Linked DNA regions of Dromaius novaehollandiae: region 2 is linked to region 1. A link is a contact called in public Hi-C data. All regions are on one chromosome and are shown on one strand. The core of a region is the stretch at or near the end of the contact, and the rest is flanking DNA. Distances in the headings are between cores, read along the strand shown.

The links. A called contact is a pair of places that touch in the nucleus more often than the background predicts.
Region 2: a Hi-C map of brain shows a contact between it and region 1, with 5 times the contacts expected there. The contact joins the enhancer-like site here to the promoter of ROS1 in region 1. A contact is called at or near these places in 3 of 4 Hi-C or Micro-C datasets (brain, liver and ovary).

The regions. Positions count from the first base shown.
Region 1 is chr3:55,089,311-55,093,025 of bDroNov1.hap1, reverse strand. ROS1 (ROS proto-oncogene 1, receptor tyrosine kinase) reads left to right here and starts at 2,460. Exons shown (of 44, transcript XM_064508916.1): 1 at 2,460-2,760. The coding sequence starts at 2,638.
Region 2 is chr3:55,154,868-55,158,492 of bDroNov1.hap1, reverse strand. DCBLD1 (discoidin, CUB and LCCL domain containing 1) reads right to left here. Exons shown (of 15, transcript XM_026123526.2): 15 at 2,169-3,625. Among named protein-coding and RNA genes, the nearest start is that of GOPC, 38 kb to the left of the region's middle. Within about 2 kb of position 1,687, at least 1 of the 2 cell types and tissues checked has open chromatin away from gene starts, as enhancers often do.

The sequences.
Region 1 (3,715 bases), core at 1,211-3,710:
TGTGCTGTAGAGTCTCTTCAGCTCTGTGATCCCACACGTTGGATGTGGCTATTAGGTGTGACTGGTGATCTGCCAACCAGCTGCGCCTTATTCATAATGTTATGGAGTGGAGGCCCAAGCTCTGTGGTGCATCCAGAGGCACAGTGCAACCCTTGGCAATCTAAGAGCACAGTCACCAACGGTCCTCATGGGCACTCGACATGGGCAGGTGTCTGATGCTGTGTCTCCCTCCACTCCCTGCCATGGATGATGGGATATTGGGTAAGTGGTGCTAAAATAGGGCTGGGGAGCAGTAGCAGTTCCTGTAGAAAGCAAGCTTTGGTGTGGCTGCTCCTGCACTGTACACTTTTTCAGAGTTTGTATAGATATAGCAAAATGTCTTTGGTTTACCCCAGAATGAATAATGGAGATCATAACCAACCAATTTCTTAAAAAAAAAAAAAAAAAAAAAAAAAAAGATACTGAAGAACTAAAAGCAATTCAAAAAGAGGGCTTTTTTTAAGATTTGAACATAGACACATATGTTTATCCAGGCTACATCTAAAGTAGTAAATCAAAGCTGTGCGAGGGAGCATTCCTGATCAGTAGGCTTTGAGTGACCACATAGATCAACGGTTAAATTGTTAGAAAGGTCCCTGGCACAGTTTTTCTCCATATCAGCACTATCCCAAACAATTTCCAGGAGCAGTTTGGGAGCTAGTAAAAGCCAGGGACCATTCTCCAAAGCTGTTTTGGTTGTGGCCATCTTCTTTTGGAGTGCAAGAGAGTTTTCAAGTGAGGATGTGGGCTCCTCCATGCCACCTCACCTGGGTGCCAAGGTATGGACGTGGGCACATTCAATTTACTAGCCACAGAGACCAAATCTTGAGGGTCCTAGAACTGGTCTAAAGATCTAAAGCACAGACTGCTCAGCTTCTGGAAGAAACCCCAGGTTACAGCTGCCTGTCACTGGCTCCCTTTTCAGTTTTGCTGCTCCTGTGAACTCTCATGAACTTTCTTCAGCCAAATTGAGCTGAATTACCAAAGAGCTACTATTTAAGCAGTCAGACTAATCTGGCTCATTTTGGCTGGAACTAGTGAGTTCCCTCTTGAGCAACTTTGCTGGTGGGTTGGAGAGGGCAGTGTCCTCCTGGAGAGAAATAGCGACAAACGGACGGGGCAGTAACTCTCCCTGACTGACATAGCTGGAAGCCCACAGTCACTCTCGCCTAGGAGCTCTCTCAAGCAACAGCGAGGAGGCTGAGATGATGCACAAAGAGGCCCCCAAATGTGGAAGGAAAGGAAGGAGCCTGTTCCACAAAGCCCTTCCTTCCTCGGGCCGCCTGGTGCTATGTATCGATTGGCTCTTCCCAGCCCGGATCAACCTTTGCTCCTGCTTCTGTGCTGTCAGTTCCTTTCATCTACCACGCACTGGCATAGCAGCGCATGGGGGCTGCACCATGAACTGAATCAGAGAAACCAGCATTGGTTAATGCTGACTGATTTGTTCATGTTGTTACAGCATTAGTGTTAGCCAAATTCTCATCCTGGTTCATTGCATGGCCACATGAATGTTTGCTCTGCAAGACAGCGGGGCCTGGGAAGGTGATGGAATATTTAGGTTTGGGGGAAAGCAAGTCCCCTCTTTAAGTCGCAATGACAGGAAAGAGAAACTTAAACTGATCATCAAAATGCTATGTTATTTTTGCACACATATATATACTTTTATGTATGTATATATATTTTTAGAAGTTGGATTGATTTCCTGATCCTGTTCACAAAATGAACCTGTGGATAGCTCTGCCAGTACAGAGAAGTGTCACAGAGTGGGGGCTGAAGGGAGCTGCATATATCTTAAACTTGTATTGCCACTGAATCAACCTCCAACTTTAGCATATTTAGGACTCTTCACCTCCCTCTGAATCAAATATATGATTTATCTCTCGGCTTCAATTTTCTTTCATGGTATGGGCAAAAAGTTACCAGTGTAATTGTACCTGCTCATATAAAGACTCCCATGTATATTAGCCCTGGTTAGCCTGTGTCTACACTGCCTGAGGAGGTAAAGAGGGGTCTGCTTTGAGTGGTATTTTGGTGTTGGTGTGGAACATTTGGAAAAACATTTGGAAACAGTCATTAAAAATAGAATTAATTAACATTTTTGTGCTGAATGATATGGACTGTAGCTATGGTTGTTTGAACAAAGTTATTCTTCATTATGAATAAACTTTCTCAGTTGTAGCCACCTGAATATTTAGAAATAGCTTAATCATAGTAGAAATTAAGTTCAGGCAAGGTTTCTCCCACTGTTTCCCTCTTTCTTTGCTGTTTGCAACACCGGATTAAAAGCATTCCACTTAGTTTCCTCTTCATGTTAATGACATTTATGTAAGGAGATACGCTGATTTTCATTGGTCACCTCTTTTGTTTCAGTGGTTTAATAAGAAACTGTAAAATACACGTTGCGCAATTTCAAGACAAGTGCTCCAGGAAGCTGAAAAGTTATAGAAGGAATGGATTGTAAACAAGGATTTTAAAAATATTTAATAAATTGAAATGTAGAAATTTCACAGCTGGGTCTCCATCATCTAGACTTAAAGAAATTTGTATGGCTGAATGAAGAAAAGTATCAGGCTGCCAGATGAACTTGTTTAAGTTATGAGGAACATTTGCCTGTGGACTCTCCCGCTAAACAGACTTGCTGCTTTTTACTATGTATGGATTTCTGCAGTGTATTGTACTTCCTCACAAAATTGTCAAAACCTATGTACGAGTAACCTGGTAAGTTTTTAAAAAACATACGTAATTTTTTCAAACATATGTGGTTGTTAGCGTTGTCAGAATTTTCTTTTACAAATCAGGTTTCTGAAATTGTTTTTTAAAGAATGTATTTGAGTAAAAGCAGAGTTTGAGAAGTTATGTTTTACATTTGAATTCACAGAGCACCATGTAAGGAAAAAATCACATTAACCAGACTGCAAGGTTTTTGTTTTGTACTTTCTATTCCCACCGTTGCTGAAATTACTGTAAATGCTAAGATCCTAGATGGTGGAGGGCGAAGGCCTTTGTTCTTTCAGTATATTCACTTTACTTGTGGATTTCTGTCTGGTCTGTGACTTTTCTTATATAAAACTAGGAAAATTATAAATTCACAAGAAATTGGCTAGGGACCTGTGTCTTGCATAAATATCCTGAACTGGTTCTAGCTTCTCTTTTAAATTGTCCATGCTTTTAACTGTGGCTATATCTTTAAGAAGAAAAGAAAGTTGTTGGAGCCTTGATGTTGTGCTTTCTTAGTGTTCCTTTGAGTAGTGGAGTGGAATTTATTATTTTTCCTTCTACTGATGCATAACAAAGATAAGCAAAAACTCTGAAATCCAAATAATAATTCTGCTTCAGACTTTCAGAAGTTACCTGCTTGTTTTTATTTGCCCTAGATGTTGATGTTGTCTAGAAGACCATGTACCTTTACTCTGTGAAAAGGACATTTTGTGCCCTGGGGCTAATGAACTCTGTAAAGCTACTGCAAAGGACTATCACCTGCTCTATTTTATTTCATACATTTGTCTGACAGTTCCTTTAAAACTGCTTCTGAGCCACAGTCAACTCTGGCACCAGTGAAAGAGCTAATTGCCATCCCTGATCGGAGCCTAGCATGCAAGGATAGCTTTAAAGGGGATTCTTTGTTTTAAGCTTAAATTAATTTAGAAGAAGAAATGCTTTGCTCTTCCTATCA
Region 2 (3,625 bases), core at 438-2,937, 66 kb before region 1:
TGAACCCGTTCTGTTGAAGCTATGTATGCAGAAAAAGAGGAGGAGGAGATGATGGCAAGTGCTGTGTCCAGAGGAAGTCAGTAAAAGAGACAATGGACAATGTTATAAGTGAGTGGGAAAGGACCATCCATGGAGCTCAGGAAATCCTAGTTCCAATCTGCAAATCAAGGACTAATTTTAATTGGTTGCCTGTTTCATATAAAATATGTAGATAACTGGAAAGAGTACTAAGGCAGGATATAATATCTGGTGCTAAAGCTATTGAAACTAAAAGAAATAAGGAAATACTATTTAAAGTTGCATTTTGGGGGGGGGAGGGAGAAGCTTTAGTATCAAGTGTTGGAAAGGTACTTTCCAACAAGGTACTTGATGGACGAGCTAAAAAAAGATTGGAATCTATTTCCCAGGTTCAAGGAGATGAGAGCAAAGAACATCTTTGTATTTTTGCTGCGGTTGTTTGAAGAATTTTTTTTCTTTTTTTTCTTTCCTATAAGGCACCAGCTGGAAACTTAAGGTAAGCTGTCATTTTTTTTTTTCATTTCAGTTGTAGGTAGGGTACAACATCTTTTACACTTTCTTACCTCAAGAGCATTCTTCAATTTGCTTAGTTGCAGACTAATGTGCAGTTGCAGTGCATGACCCTGTTCCTAGCAAAGTCAAAGAGACTTAACATCTACTGCAGCTGGAACAGGTAGGCCCTTAGGGCTACAATCAGTTAATATTTAACCTTCTTATGAACTCTGGTTTGAGTTTACTGTTCCAGCCTCCTGGGAGTGTTTGCTAAGGAATGAGGTTTGGTACTGAAATGCTATTGCAAAGTCTCTTTTAACCAGAGGGTCAAATTCACAAAGAAGTTAGTTAGCCTCTTCTCTTAACACAATCTCTAGAGGCATTGGAGGGAGATCCAGAGCAAACGCAGCCCTTCCAAGTGTGTAAATACTTCAAAATGGGACACATTCTAACCTCCTTCGTGATCTTAGTAGCCAGTGATGCGAAGGAATTTTTTTTTTTTAAAGTTCAATGTTTGATAAGGCTGACAGTGTTATACCTGCAACTGGTTTTATCTGTGAGGACAAGTTGATGAAGATGGGCTAGACTTTGATTTCTGTGTGTGTTTGTGTAAAGCCATTCTAAGGAGGGGCATGAGAATAAGCCACCACTGGAAGACTGAGGCAGTCTCCTTTCCATGCTATTTCAGCATTTTTTATCCCCACCACTATCAAGATAGAGAGAACAGCCAGTACAGCTAGGATGTTTCCTTACTTTCCTGAATATCTGCTCTCAGGCCATTAAAAACTGCGTATTTCCAGGGCAGAGGTGGAGAAGCCCAATGCTTTTGCTGGTCACTCAGACTTGAATGATGAAGCACCATGGTAGTGACTAAAGCTGTGACTGCTTACAGGGCTCTTGTGCTGCATCCGTCCCTGTCAGCACCAAGTCACTGTAACACAAGGAGGGGGAGAGATTTGGGGATTTATTTTAAGCCATGTTTTTGCAGTTTTGCAGGGTTCTTTTGAGGGGGTGGCGAATGAAGGCAAGGTGCAATTTGAGACCCCACTTTTTATTGGGCTAAAACAGCTGTGTTGAGATGGATTTGAATGGCAGCAGAAAACAATCATGTGCCAAGAGCCCTCTGACACTTGAAAAGTAGCATACTGCAGATGCAGAAAGCATGTGGCTGAAGCATGCCAAAAGATTATAATAAAACAAGCCATGTCATCTGTTGCCTAATAGCCTTGTCCTGTTGCACTGCTGCAATATGTTGGTGCCTCATTAGCTAGGGAATAACTCTGATTACTGAGCTCTGCTTGTTTGTAAAGTGACAAGTCAGGCTAATTAGCTATGTGGGTGGAGTATTAGTGTCAGGCTCATCAGGAGGGCATCCTCATCCTTTCCTCAATTATATACATCCAGCAGCAGTTTGGCCACAGAATTTTGTTCTTGGGCACTTCTCCTGTAGAGATTATGGGCAGAAAAGTCAGGCTAAATGGGGCACCGAGATGATCTTTTTTTAGCCAGTCATACTGAGAACATAAATTGCAGCAGCACAGCGGGCACTTTTGCACAGCGTAAGGAACACTTCCTTCTCACCCTGCGGGATATGTGACAAGAGTGGGTGTGTGGTGATGATTAAAAAGTTACCAAGTTAAGCACCAGGCCTGTGTGACTGATTTACAAATACCAGTGTTCTTTATTTACATAGACATGTAAACAACAGAAGGTAAACAACACTGCCTGACTCAGTCTAACAAACAGGCTGCTGCTGTTTCACTTCAGAACCTGAGGTGTTTTATACATTTCACAGAAACTGTATTGACAGCAAACACAGGAAGGCTACAAGGTTACCTTGACTCTTTTTTCTTTGCACAGGAATCACATGCACTGCGCATCAGCATGAGAGAACTGCACAGTTCAGGCCACAAAACAAGCATATGCAAAGAACCCACTAAGAGCTTGTCTTAAGATCAGATATGGCTAGAATTAGCAATATTTGTAAATAGGATCACTACGACTATTCTGTACTCTTACAGCACTTTCCATCCAAGGATCTGAAAGTACTTTACAAAAAAAGAATCTTTGTTGCATCCTTTGCAAATTATCCCAGTTTACACACAAAGAAATGGAGGGCCTTGAGATAGTAAGTGACTTTCCCACGGATCAGATTTTACTGGTCTGGTTTCCCAACCTGTGCCTTAAATATAGCACCATTCTTCATCCCCAGAAGTGTATCACATCTTGATATCTTAGGACACACTTCCGAATACAAAGTAAGGCTCCAAGTGCTGCAGGGAGAATGGCAATGGACAGTTCCAGCCACTATGGGAAGCTGTTTAGCTTCAATGACACCTCTACTGAAAGAGGACCCAACTACTGTGCAACACGTTGCAGCTATCCCCACACTTTTTCAAGTTTGTCCAAAAAAAGAATTAAGGATCACATTCCCTGCAAAGGAGAAACCTATTTGAAAACAACTGTGCTGATCTGCTCTTTTGCAAATTTAAATGCTACAGTAAATCATATACACATTGTGCTTTACTTTGTCTAAATATTTCAAATAGAAACAATGCACTAAATTTGTAGGACAGAAAAATACCTAGTGGAGCAATGAAAAGTTTGGAACATGTGCTGCTGCGTGTCAAGGAGTAACTTCCTTATAGTCTAGCAGCAATAGCATCAGCTAGGGCTCGAACGGAATTTAATTCTCAGCTATAAATTTACACTTTGGTTCTGCACACATTTCTTGAAGATTAACAGGTGTTGATTTTCTTTTCTGTTGCAGATGTGTCTACAAAGTGATCACCATGGCTTTGAACCCAAAATGGGTTTCAGCCTTTTACCTGTCTTTAACGTGAACAGCAAATTAGACAGGCTCAGCTCATATGCCAGATTAAATTCAAGCATGTAAAAATTGCTGCTAAAAAGGCAGCTGGGAAGGTGGGTTTGAACACAGCATTTAAATGCTCAGCTGCCTTTTCTTGTGCACTTTATGCTTCAAGTAGTTTTATGTCTTCTACCCTCCTAAGAAGAAATATAATGATGCCCTGTCTTCAGTTAGTTATCAGAGGAAAGGCAATGAACCACCACAACCATAAGATACAAAATTTACAGCTGCCAGTACACCAGC